Linked DNA regions of Mus musculus: region 1 is linked to region 2. Evidence: chromatin contacts called from public promoter capture Hi-C data. All regions are on one chromosome and are shown on one strand. Each heading gives the region's core, a stretch centred on a gene start, on an enhancer-like site or on the middle of the called end of the contact. The rest is flanking DNA. Distances are from core to core; before and after follow the strand shown. Region 1 holds the start of Bbs7 (Bardet-Biedl syndrome 7 (human)). Region 2 holds the start of Adad1 (adenosine deaminase domain containing 1 (testis specific)).

Region 1 (6,341 bases), core at 1,741-4,240, 450 kb after region 2:
TGGATCCCCAGGTGGGGTAGTCTCTGGATGGTCCATCCTTTCGTCTTAGCGCTTTGGATTATTTCTAAGCTTTTTATTTTGTTCCTTCTGTCTATTTGTAGGAGGTAGGTCAGTATCAAGCTGGCTCTGTCACTTTATGGCTGTGGTGTATCTTGAGATCAGACACTATAATGCCGCTAGCTCTGTTCTTTTTGGTCTGTTCTTTTTGATATTTGGGGTTTTTTCTGTCTCCATAAACATTTAGGGTTTTTTTTCTAGTTCTTTGAAGAACGCTATTGATATTTTGATGAGATTGTACAGAGTCTATGTATCACTATAAGTTAACATGGACATCTTAACAGTATTAATTCTTCCAGTTCAATAATATGGGGTGGGGTTCCTTTTTCTTCCGTGTTTCTGTGAGTGAAAAATGAATTTTTTCATTAGTGTTTTATTTATTTTTTGAGACAGGATCTCACTCTATAGCTCTGGCTGTCCTGAAATTCACAGAAATCCACCTGCCTCCGTTTCCTTGGTGCAGGGATTAAAGGAGTGTGCCACCGCACCTGATAATTCCCATCCTTAATACAATGTATCCCTAAGCAAGCTTTAGTCATGTGACTCGCACCCAGCGATGCAGTGCTGGCAATCAAGCCTAGGGCTTTGTAAATGCAAGGCAAGCACCCTACCAACTGAGCCACATCTACAGAACCCCTAGGCTATTTATTTAGTAAATTAATTTGTCTCAGAAAGTTTGGTGCACAAAATGATGAGTTTTATATGTTAATTTTGTACACCTCAATTTTACAAACTTAATTTATTAGTTCTAACACTCTTAGCAAGGTCTTTAAGTCTTTCTATATATAGATCATATCATCTGCAAACAGAGACAATGTAACTTCTTTTTCAATTTGTATACTTTTATTTCTTTCTCTTCCTAATTACTCCACAGTCCAGTACTATACTAAGAGTGGCAAAAGGGGATGCTCTTAACTTTTTCCAGATCTTAGGAGAAATGCTTCCAGATTTCCCCCTTCACTTTGACATTCATTGGCTGTGGACTTTTATTATATAGACTTTATGATGACACATGGTTATTTATATATTTTATATGCATTGGTGTTTTGTATGCATGTTTGTCTGTGTGAGAGTGTCAGATCCCCTGGAACTGGAATTATAGACAGATGTAAGCTGCGATGTGGTTACCAGGAATTGAACCAAGATCCTCTGGAAGAGCAGCTAGTGTTCTTAACTATTGCTTCTCTCCAGCCCTGGCACACGTTCTTTATACAGTTAGATTTGCTCAAAGGTTTTTTTCACAAAAGCATGTTGAAATTTTATGTTTTGGGTTTTTTTTTTTTTGAGACAGGTTTTCTCCATGTTACCCAGGGCTTTTCATTAATGACCAACTTACCCAGACTTAGGGGTAGCTGGCCTCACAGGTGTGCTTGACAGCTCCTGGCTGGAATGATGTCTTCGTTGTGCTGTTGGAATCGTTGCTAGGTTGTTTGCTTGCTTGTTTTGAAATTTTTACTTCTTTGTTTCATCAGTGATCTTTGTTTAGACTTTTCATTGACTTTTTCCCTTCTTTCACCTTTTTTTCTTTCTATTTTTAAGTTTTAAAGAAAATAAGTCTATTTTTGCTCACAACTCTAGTTCATATCCGTTGGAAGGATTGCACCTGCTGATGCTCTTTTTGTTAGTAGCCTGAAGGTAGAACAAGACAAGTGGCAAGAGACTGTGTGTGAGATGTGCATGGGGGTGTGTGCATGGGTGTGTGTGTGTGTGTGTGTGTGTGTGTGTGTGTGTGTGTGTGTGTGTGTTTCTCTTGTGTCCTGTTTTGGTTTGGTATGAGGAAATGCTGGCCTACAAGAGTTTGAAAAAGCCCCATCCTTTCAATTTTAGGAAATAGTTTGGGAAGAATTGGTGCTTTTGTTTGAAGTCGCCTGTCCTGAACTTTCTTTTTAAGGTGACTTCTCATTACTTGCTATTGGTTTTTTTGTTTGTTTGTTTGGTTTGGTTTTGGTTTTGGTTTTTCGAGACAGGGTTTCTCTGTGTAGCCCTGACTGTCCTGGAACTCACTTTGTAGACCAGACTGGCCTCGAACTCAGAAATCCGCCTGCCTCTGCCTCCCGAGTTTACTCAGATTTTCTGTGTCGTTACTGTCTAGTTTCTCCGCTTATTCTATTGTTTCAAACTCATTTCTTAGGTATTATTATTATGTTTCGATTTGATTTGTTTGACTCAGAGTCTTGTACTGTGGCCCTGGGGGAGGGGAGTGTAGTTATAGAATGGGAGGAAGAGGATTGGCAAGATGGCTCAGCAGGTAATGGGCAGGTTGCCACCAAGCCCAACGATCCTCAGGGTGGAAAGAATGACTCCTGAAAGTTGTACTCAGACTTCGACATGACCTCCAAAACACACACACACACACACACACACACACACACACACACACACACACACACACACACTACATAAATACAGTTTATGGGGGGTTGTTGTTTTAGAATTTGCGTGCCAGGCTGGAAGGTGGCTCAGTGTTTTTAAGAGCACTTGCTGCTCTTGCACAGGACCCAAGATTAGGTTTCTTAACAAACACATGGGAGTCCCAAGGCCCTGGCCTCCTTAGAAGGCAACACGCATGTGATGCACATTAATACATCAGGCACTATTCATATACACACAAAACAAAAATAAATATTTGAGGGGAAAATTTGTATGACAAAGCCTAAAATGAAGAACCAGGAGTAGAACAAGGCACAAAATATTCGCTTCTCCAGAGTTTCATTCAGAGCTGAAGGAACATGCATGAGCGAAGCTCCAGCGAAGCTCCAAGCAGATCGCTGGCCCAGCGGCCCAGAGCTGGGAGGCAGAGAATGCGCCCCGGTTGCCTTGGAAACCGGCCAGCGTCTGAGGACCGTTCCCTCCGCCCCCCTTTCCTGGTGCAGCTCCCCGGGAGAGGGCGGGGCTTCACAGTGAGCTAAGATGGGTCACGTGTCGAGCCCGCGTTGCTGGGCGCCGCTGCCCTGACGCAGGCCGGCTCGTCAGTCTAGTGGTGGGCTCTCCGAGGGAAGGCTTCCACAGCGGGTCCCGCCTCTCCGTGCGGCCGCCATGGATCTGACGTTAAGCCGGGCAGACTACCTCCAGGTAAACCGATTGGCGGGCGCCCTCGTGGGTGGACGCGGGCCTGGGGAAGCCCCGGTCCCTCCAGGCCCGGGTCCTGGGGGTGTCCCAGCCGCTCCCAGTGGTCTCGACCGCCCTGTCACTCCCACTGGGCCTGACCACACCAGCCAGATTTCAATGAACCATCACAGCCCTAATGAACTGACTAAATCATCACAAAAATTTGCCACTAAGGTAGTTAGTGCAAATGAAGAATTAGGAGCCCAGAGAAGGTAAATACTTGGCCCCGTAGTAACAAATCATGCAGTTGCTGTTTGAATCAAAGCGCCGGACTCCAGAGCGGGCATCCCTGTGGTGCATGGCTTCTTATCCCTCCTACCCATCTCTTAAGAAGTTCTTCGTGGTATAAACATCCACTTAGTTCCCCAGGGCGTTGGGCCAGATAGTTCTCTTTAGTATTTTATGGAAGCTACACCCTGACAATATCTCTTGGATCTGTCCAATTAGTCACCATCTCTGTGATTCCCAGTTTGGGTTCTCATCTTTAGCTTGGATGGATAGGACCTACAATCTCCAAGTCCAACTTCCCCAAGCTATGGTTCAAAGCACTTGACAATGTTAAACTAAATGGATTGCTTAAAACTGTAGCAGCGTGCCTAAAAATTCAGAATAGTTATACATGCACCAAGCAGGTTTTCTCATGATTGGTTGTTTTTAAGTTCTGGTGACAGTCACCTTTGATGAACAAGTCATGCTGTTTTTCCTCGCTGTGCCTTTTGTAAATAGTCATGGTCAGTTTCACTGGAATCTTAGGATGTCAGCAGGTATGTTATTTCAGCGGAAGTCCCCTATTTCCCATCACTAATAGGAAGGGCTTCTGAAGATATTTTCTGAAGCTCCTTGCCAGTAATGTTACACGATTATATATATATTTTAAACGTTTTGGATTGTTTCCTGTATTCCGACCTTCTCTGACATATTTCATCAAAATGAAAGTTAACTGATAAGAATATACATTTCAGTGAGAAAAAAAAAAACCTAAAACTGAAAAAAACTAAAACTCCCATGATGTGGTCTGTTCTTCTTAAATTATCAATGTAAGAACTTCAAATTACAGCATGTCCGAAAGCATCCACTTTCGGATGTTCAAATTACAGCATGTAGAAAGCAACTAGCTGGCTGTTCTGTTTCCTTAGGTCGGAGTGACCTCTCAGAAAACTATGAAGTTGCTTCCTACCTCAAGACAAAGGGCTACACAAAAGGTGCTGTAGATGCTGCCTTCTCCGCCTTCTCCTGCCTCTCAAAGGGCAGGCTCACGTTGCCATCCTTACTGGTACCTTGGTGTGTAACAGGTGCTGACATTAAGATGGAAATGAACAAAGTTGGAATAGGAGCCAACGTTTACAGAAAGTAGTGTCCTCGGACATTGATATTACATACAAGTAGTAAGTTGTGTGAGGAAACTCGGTAAGGACCATACATCATGAGCTTCAGCTGCAGTTCAGTAGTAGGGACTTAGTTACCATGTTCAAGGCCCTGAGGTTAGTCCCTAGCACTGAAAAAACAAAACAAACACTCCATTTTTGGTAATAATTCACTCTGTGTACCATGGAAAACGAAGTGTAAAGTTCAACAGAACATTGATTTCTGTAAACTTTCTATTTTGTTGTTGTTTCTATTTTGTTTTTACTTATTTTATTTTTGAGACATGCTTTGATGTGGCTGAGGCTGGCCTCGAACTCTTGATCTTCCTACCTCAGCATCAGAAGTTCAGGGATTGTAGGCATGTGCAGTCATGCCTGGTTTAAATCTACCCTTACTGAGTTAGTGTTTTTAATGTTGAACTTTGTATTAGCTTGACATCTTATAGACAAAAACGAATTATTTTGTAGAGTAGTATGGTATTTTAATAGCTGTAAAGGAAATATATTATTTTGATATGTTTACATTTATCAAGATGAATTACAAGATTTTTTTCCTGATAAATGGACTTAAATACATTATTTGACCTTTGGCTGCATTTTTGAAGTGATTTACATAAGGTCAGTTCTTACAAATAAGGTATTTAAATATATGAGAGGAACCTGACATTTCAAGAATAATAAATCAAGATTATTGTTTATTATATTCTATATATAATAGCACTCTCCAAAAGTTTACTCATTTAAATTGCTGAGGATCCGAAAGAACTTATGTATGTAATATTAGTACTTACTATATGAAAATTAAATCTCAGAAATTCTTAAATCCATCATGTTTACATTAAGACTATATTTTTATTAAAATATCTAATATTTAGTAAATGTCTATTATTTTCAAAATAGGATAACTTAGAGATAATAGTGACATTATATTATATTTTTGCAAGTTCTTAAGCAAAGGTAGGTTTTCTCTGCTTTCAGTCAGTTGTGATGATTTTGTTTTGGTTGCAATACATAGGGAAAAACTCATTAAGTCAGTTTACATGGATATATAGTTGAAAATAGAGAAAGATCTTCAAGTAGCTTTTTCAGATAACTGTAGCTTTTGGTGCTATATTTAAATTTGATGGGGTTTCTTGGGTGTTCTTGTAGTGTGTCATCTGAAGGCACTGGTGAGCTTTTTACCATAACAATAAATTTAGACTCTGAATCCATGTGTTGCAGGTGGTTGTTGGAGATCAAGATGGGGTAGTGATATGCTTCGGCGTGAAGAAAGGAGAAGCTGTGGTGAGTGGAGCTCTTCTAGGGCGGCAGCTTTTCCAAAAGACAGATGCGCTACTTGCTGGGTACTCCGAAGTTAGAGTCTTCCTGAAATGTACAAGTGGAAAATATTTGTTAACATTGTATAAGTTTAAAATCATAGCTTTTATAGTACAGGAAAATGTTTACAGTGAAATAACTTGTACACTTAACTTTTTCCCCAATTGATTTTTACAGCCAGTGTTCAAGACTTTACCAGGGCAGAAGATCTCGAGGCTGGAACTAGGAGGGGCCGTCAACACGCCTCAGGAGAAAATCTTCATTGCTGCAGGGTCCGAGATTAGAGGCTTTACAAAGAGAGGGAAACAGTTTCTCTCTTTTGAAACTAACCTCACGGAAAGCATTAAAGCTATGTATGTCTTGTTCTCTTTTATGTTTACATATGTATCTATCATACATCTGATTAAGTTAGTATACACTAGTAGGTTTTTCTGGAAAAGAAATTTGGCTACAGGCATTTCATTATTCAGAACCTGGAATCAATACACCGTTGAT
Region 2 (6,057 bases), core at 3,508-6,007:
TGGAGGCAAATGTGAACCAGCACGGCTGGTGCATTAACAATTGGCTCTGAAATTACTGTATTGGCATCTTGTAAATTGTGACTTTGTTGATACATAAATCTGATTGGTTAACTATAAGCTTTAAGAGTTTTGATTTTACTGGGTTACTGGGTATTGTGCTATCTAACTTTGAGGTTGGAGGATCAATTTGGTGACTGGAATGTGAAACAGAGTTGGTGGGACCCTGCTGGAGCATAGCGTTGTGGCCTGCCAGTGCCAGCCCTAGAGTGGGAATGTGCTGGATCTTATTTAATATTTACCTCAACACAGACACATAGGTCACAGTGCCCAGAAAGACACAATCCAGGTGGTTTAAACAGTGGTGATAACATTTTTTTTTAAAACAAATGTTCCTGGGAAAACTAATTTTCACAAAGTAATAGAATGAAGTTGGACACTAATTTCTTTTACTAAAATAAAAATTTATCAAAACCTTTTAGATGTAGTAGCTAAAACTATAAAGCTCTAAAAAGAAACCACAGTGGGAAAATGTCATGACACTATATTTGGCAATAATTTCTTGGGTATGGCACCAAAGGTACACACAACAAAAGAAAACTGGATTTATCGAAAGCAAAATGTTTTGTACATCAAAAGATACTACCAATAAAGTTAAAGGTAACCCTCGGGATAGAATGTTTTTATTTGTACATCAGATATCTTATAAATACCAGAATAGACCTAGAGTTTTAAAAGTCAGTAACAGTAGAACTAATTGAAAATGGAAAAAATGACTTAAACATAATCTGTCTCTCCCTCTTAAAAAGATAATGTCCAATAAACACAGTAAATCACAGATTAATTGGGAAATTTAAGTCAAAGCCACAAAGACTATGCCTTTTAGTATGAGAACTGGCAAAACTTGATTGTATCTTTTGGTGATAAAAATACAAGATAATTCTATGAAACATTTCAGCAAACAGCAACTGAAAAGAAATATTCAAATCCTATGATGTTGCAGGTGTTAAGTAAGCCTGTCTTGACTCCTTTTGGGAATAACACACTCAAGCATACACATCAGTTCCCCTTACCTGCTGGTTCTAAAACTCTCGGTTCAGGCTCATCCAGTTGTAGAAGCTCGTCAAGAGCTAACTTTGCTGCATTGGATCTTGATTCCTTTTTATTCTGTCCCAGTCCTGTCTTGTACTGAATACCATCCACCACAGCACAAAAAGCAAAATATGGTCCCATAACATTTCCTTGAAAAAGAACCCAGAATGAATGCTACAATAATACAGTATATTCTTGCAAGTAATGTCTGAATGTTAGTAAAATATTCCAGTATAAAATTCTAGAAAACTATTTAGTATTAAATGACCTCCTTTAAGTGTAAACTCAACTCTTTATAAAGCAAGTAAGGATTAAAATTACAATTAGATCAGCCCCAAAACTTGCATTATAACTGCAGCCAATGGATTCTACAGATACAATGCAAGCAATGAAGACAGCTTCAGAATACAGTATAATGTATGGCAATGGTTTACAATCAAATATTTACCTAACTAACAAAGAATTAGTAAAATATTTGAAAACTTCTAGTAATATTCATCTTTAAATTTTCAATATATGTAAAATTGAATTCTCTCATCTTTGGAATACCCTAAAATTTTTAAATGTTGTAAAATATAAGTGATCCTTTTGAAGAAACTTTGTATAGCCATTAAGACATCATAGTACACAACTGAATCAATTACACTCAGGAAAGGAAAGGTCAGGGAATAAATAAAAAGAACCAAAACAACCAAGAGAAAAGACGTTTCCATGAATTAAACAAACTGCCCATCCTTACACAAACTCCACAACAGGATTACCTTTCCACTATGCCTTTTACTTGAATTTTGCATTTGCCTCATGAAAATTTAATCATCTCCTAAATTTACAGATGAGAGAATTTAATGTTAGACACTTAAATATCTTCTCTTTGTTAGGGATGGCTAGGAACTAGCCACTGCACACACTGCCATCTCATTTTCTCACATATTTATAATCATGTTCCATTAACTATTTCTAAAACATACACATAAAATTTTACTATGAACTTAAACCTATATTTGGCTAATCTTGCTTTTTTCCCCTTTCCTAAACATCTCAACTTACCATTTTCCCATGTTTACCTGTATTTCCATATAAACGTGTTAAACCAGGTAATACTTTACTTTCTTAACAAGTGGCTCAGATGACTCATGTATATTACACACTACATTTGTTAGAAAGTGTTCTATATCAGAAAGCTGAGTAGTGAACTTTAGCTTGTTTCTAGCCGTTCACAAACTTAGAACACAGAACAAACAGAACAGCACTGGCAATCCTCAGAGCAGCAAAGTATCTTCACTGGGAATTTTTTGATCTTTCTTATTAAAAGCTTACATTTCCAAGGGTGATCTGAGAATAATGTAGGAAAGCTAAGAAGTTAAACTAATATTGAGACTGCTGTTTACCTAATGAAAGTACTACAGTTTACATTTTTGTCAAGTTTACTGGTATTTCACTCAAAGAAACTTATCTAAAATCTTCAGTAAAATTTCCAGAGCTTTAAATTATGTTGCAGAGATACCATCTTTGAGATCCATACAGGGAATTGTTAGAAAACTACAGAAAAAAAACTCTCTGCATGCACACAAATATTTCAAAGCTAGTTTCACTATCACATGTTAGTCAGTGCTTCTTAACAGCAAGTTCCTAAGGTTCTTGGTTAGAGCCCTCAACATGAAGAGACCAGAAGCCTTTCTGCTTCTGATTATACTCCTGTAGCCTTCCACAAATACACACAGTAAGGTGTACTTCAGGTTTAAGGGTATAAAGGAGAATGGCAGATGCCAGATAATTCTGCAGAGGCAACATCGACCATGCAAGTGCCCCTTTTCTTTTCAAATCCTTTAATTTCAGGGTGAAATCTGACCATGTTTTTCCTCAGGCATCACAATCACAGAATCTTATAATTTCAGAACAAATACTTGATCAACACTGACAGAAATGTGTCTTTATTTTGTCACAAAATACCTATTTAACCTTAACATTGTGTGTGGTAAGTAAATGTAAAACTGCTTATATACCCTACTTTTATTGGAAAAAATAATGCTAGTCCTGGGATAATTAGGCACAACTTCCATCTTACCTGTTGTTACAGTTTCCTTAAGGTCAAGCTGAACACGCTGCATTTGTGCAAACTGGTGCAAGGCCGACACGGGATTGATCTCTCCACGTTTGTATTTCATTATAAACTCTTTAGGTAGTTTTTTTGGAGGAAGGACAGGATTTGAAATAGATGAAAGACCTTTGGAAAGCAATGGCTCTGGAAAATTACCTAAGAACAAATGTTTTACTGGTCAGTTTGGTTTAAAGAAACCAGTCAAAGTACTAAACCCTTATACAATAAGCATGTTTTCCCCCCAAGTTCCTACTAGACAGTTTGGATACACCTACAACCACAACCTGTTACTGTATATGTCTTTTGGCACACTGAGGACACATTATACAGAAATACCATTTGTGATGGAAAAATTAATGGAATTTTAGTGATGTCTCAGAGATAAGTCATTTTTACAGATGAGGTCACTAAGGTCTAGAGTGGCAATGATATAGAACTGGTTTTGTTGAGACTACGATCTAGTTTTGTGTACCAGTCTGTTATAATGCCTATCCCACTGAGCTGTCTGATCCCAATTCAATCTAAGTATCACAGTATGTTTACTACTTCTTTATGTGAAGTAATATGTAGAATACAAAGTGCTTGCAAGTCTAGAACTTTCCCTGACACCCCATAGTGGGGGCAGGCTAAGTTATATTTCAAGTAATTCAACAGTGAAGGCAGGCAGGAACAAATAAAGGATCTGCGAAGTTAAAGACTTCTACAGGCCTCCTACTGTAATATGTCACAGTTACTAACTCCAAATGGCACACGGCCACAGAGATGAGAGACAACATACACCCACACCCACATCACTTAGCAGTTACTATCAATCCCATAATCTTTGTGTATCTAGGTACTTCTACAAATAAAAAGAAAGTTGTACCTGTCACTTGCGTAACCTTGGATGCCATATTCGACAGACTACAACTTTCAGAGGAATATCCAGTGGGCAAAGTTACTGTCTGAGCTGATGGCTGAACTGGCAAATTCTTTTTCAGCATCTGAGCAAAGCTGGGAACCCTGGAACTCTGAAACCAGTCATTGTTTCCAGAAGTTTTCTCTCCTGTTTAGGATGAAATTGACAGAAAATGAAAATCCTGGAAGAGGAACTCCCCAACACTTTTAGTTTGACCTAAGTTTTTCCCTCACACACATGCTCCCATGGCTACAAACAATCCCTCTTTAATTAACCTCAAAGCTGTGTTGTGTTTTAACAATTAACTTTTCCAAACTGTCCCCTAAACTCAACTATAAACGGTAATAGGAGCAGCTGAAGGGTCAGTGGAAAGCCACCACCGCCACCACTAACAGTGAATCAGAGCTGAGGGGCCTCATTAGCAAGGTCTAGAAAGCCGAGAACAAGAGGGGACAGAACCAAACCGACGGCCTCCCGGCCAGCGCACCCCCGACGCTGTCCTTCGCGCCCTCCCCGCCCAGGCTCGCCGGCAGGTGAGCTGCCAGAGGCAGGCCGAGCCGAGGGCCCGGGACCGGGGCTCGTCGGCTGCCGCCCGCGGTCGCCATTGCTGCGCTGCCACCGTCGACCTCTCGCCTCAGACCTCTGCGGGCCACGCGGTCAGTCGCGTCTTTCAAAAGGGCCCCTCGAGCTGACCCTGAGGAGCGGGGCCGACGCCCCCGTGGGCGCCCCTCGTCCAATCAGCAAGGACCTTCGCTCTGGCTCCGCCCCCGCGCCCTATGCGCGTGGGCTGCGTGTGTAGCTGGGCCTGGGTCACGGTGAATGGGGCGCAGGTTCCAGGCCTCATCTCTATGGACCCCGTTCTTCCGGCCTTGTCAGGTTGCATTCTTTTTGTAGAAGACAAAGTCCCAAGGTTCAGCCTCTCTGTCCCTGCCCCTCTCACCTCCTCATGTGGCTGCTTGTCCTCGCCCGACTTAGGGACACACTCAGCCACACACAGAGCGCTACAAAGCCGCTTATTCCCAACTCAGTCGTCCACACTTAGGACAACCTAGAGCGGTCACAGAGTACTACATGGCTCCATAGCCCCACTTCAGTTGTCTGCACACAGGGTGTCCCCAGTCGTCCCAGAGCAGCACATGGTTGCTTACCCCTGTGTCAGTTGTCTACACCGAGTGTGTAGCCTTCATAAAACACCAGGTGTCTTCGTGTCTTCTTAACCCCACTCAGTGTCTCTACCAAGGGGCGTCTTCCCCAGGGTCCTTGGAGACAGCCGGGGAAAGCTGAGGCTTGTTTCAAGGATACCCTTTACCCTTCTCCAGGTAAGATCTGAGAAAGGGCCCAGGGGTTAGGCCTCTGACAAGCAGAAGATCCCCTAGTGCAGCCCAAAAGAACAATCAGGAAGCCAGACGTGAGGCTGAAAGCAAATGGCCCTAATATCTGGGTGACTGATCTCCCTATGTCCCCTTTTAAGATGTTTCTCATACAGGTCAAAAGAGGACCTAACCAAGGTATTAACTAAAAGGTAGTTGAAAATAGTTTAAATAGTGAATTATCAAGTGTTGTGATGCAATCAAAGAGGCATCCAAAGGATTGTGTTTTGTTAGCACAAGATTGTGATGACATCGACCCTTTGATATGGGCAGATGTTCTTAAAGCCATTTTAAAAAGAGAAAAGGCCAATAGAACCGATGCCTATTTACCTAGTATAGCAAGAAATAACATTCATCCACAGCACACAGTGAAACTGAAGGCAAAAACGATCTCATTCTTGTAAGTAGGTAGCGTTTGCAGTAACTATTTTTCTTTAGTTATTATCAACATGTCTTGACTAAATTGTTTCATCAAAAGCCCATTAACAACTAATGATCCGGAAATTTTTGTTGCTTGTTGCAGATAGCCCTGGGGCTAATTATATTTGATGTTAATTCCGTTCTCCTCCTGAGGGGTTACAAACAAGCAGTGAGTCAGTGCT

What was found. Promoter capture Hi-C pulls out the DNA fragments that hold promoters and counts their contacts.
Region 1: a promoter capture Hi-C map of embryonic stem cells shows a contact between it and region 2, with 3 times the contacts expected there. The contact joins the promoter of Bbs7 here to the promoter of Adad1 in region 2. A contact is called at or near these places in 8 of 39 promoter capture datasets (the 3T3-L1 cell line, 3T3-L1-derived adipocytes, the C10 cell line and 3 more) and 1 of 115 datasets of contacts at active chromatin or transcription factors (embryonic stem cells).

Annotation. Positions count from the first base shown.
Region 1 is chr3:36,610,038-36,616,378 of GRCm38.p6, reverse strand. Bbs7 (Bardet-Biedl syndrome 7 (human)) reads left to right here and starts at 2,990. Exons shown (of 19, transcript NM_027810.3): 1 at 2,990-3,129; 2 at 4,302-4,367; 3 at 5,751-5,813; 4 at 6,024-6,199. The coding sequence starts at 3,094.
Region 2 is chr3:37,062,356-37,068,412 of GRCm38.p6, reverse strand. Adad1 (adenosine deaminase domain containing 1 (testis specific)) reads right to left here and starts at 4,757. Exons shown (of 12, transcript NM_009350.3): 1 at 4,573-4,757; 2 at 4,053-4,232; 3 at 3,155-3,343; 4 at 1,071-1,238. The coding sequence starts at 4,690.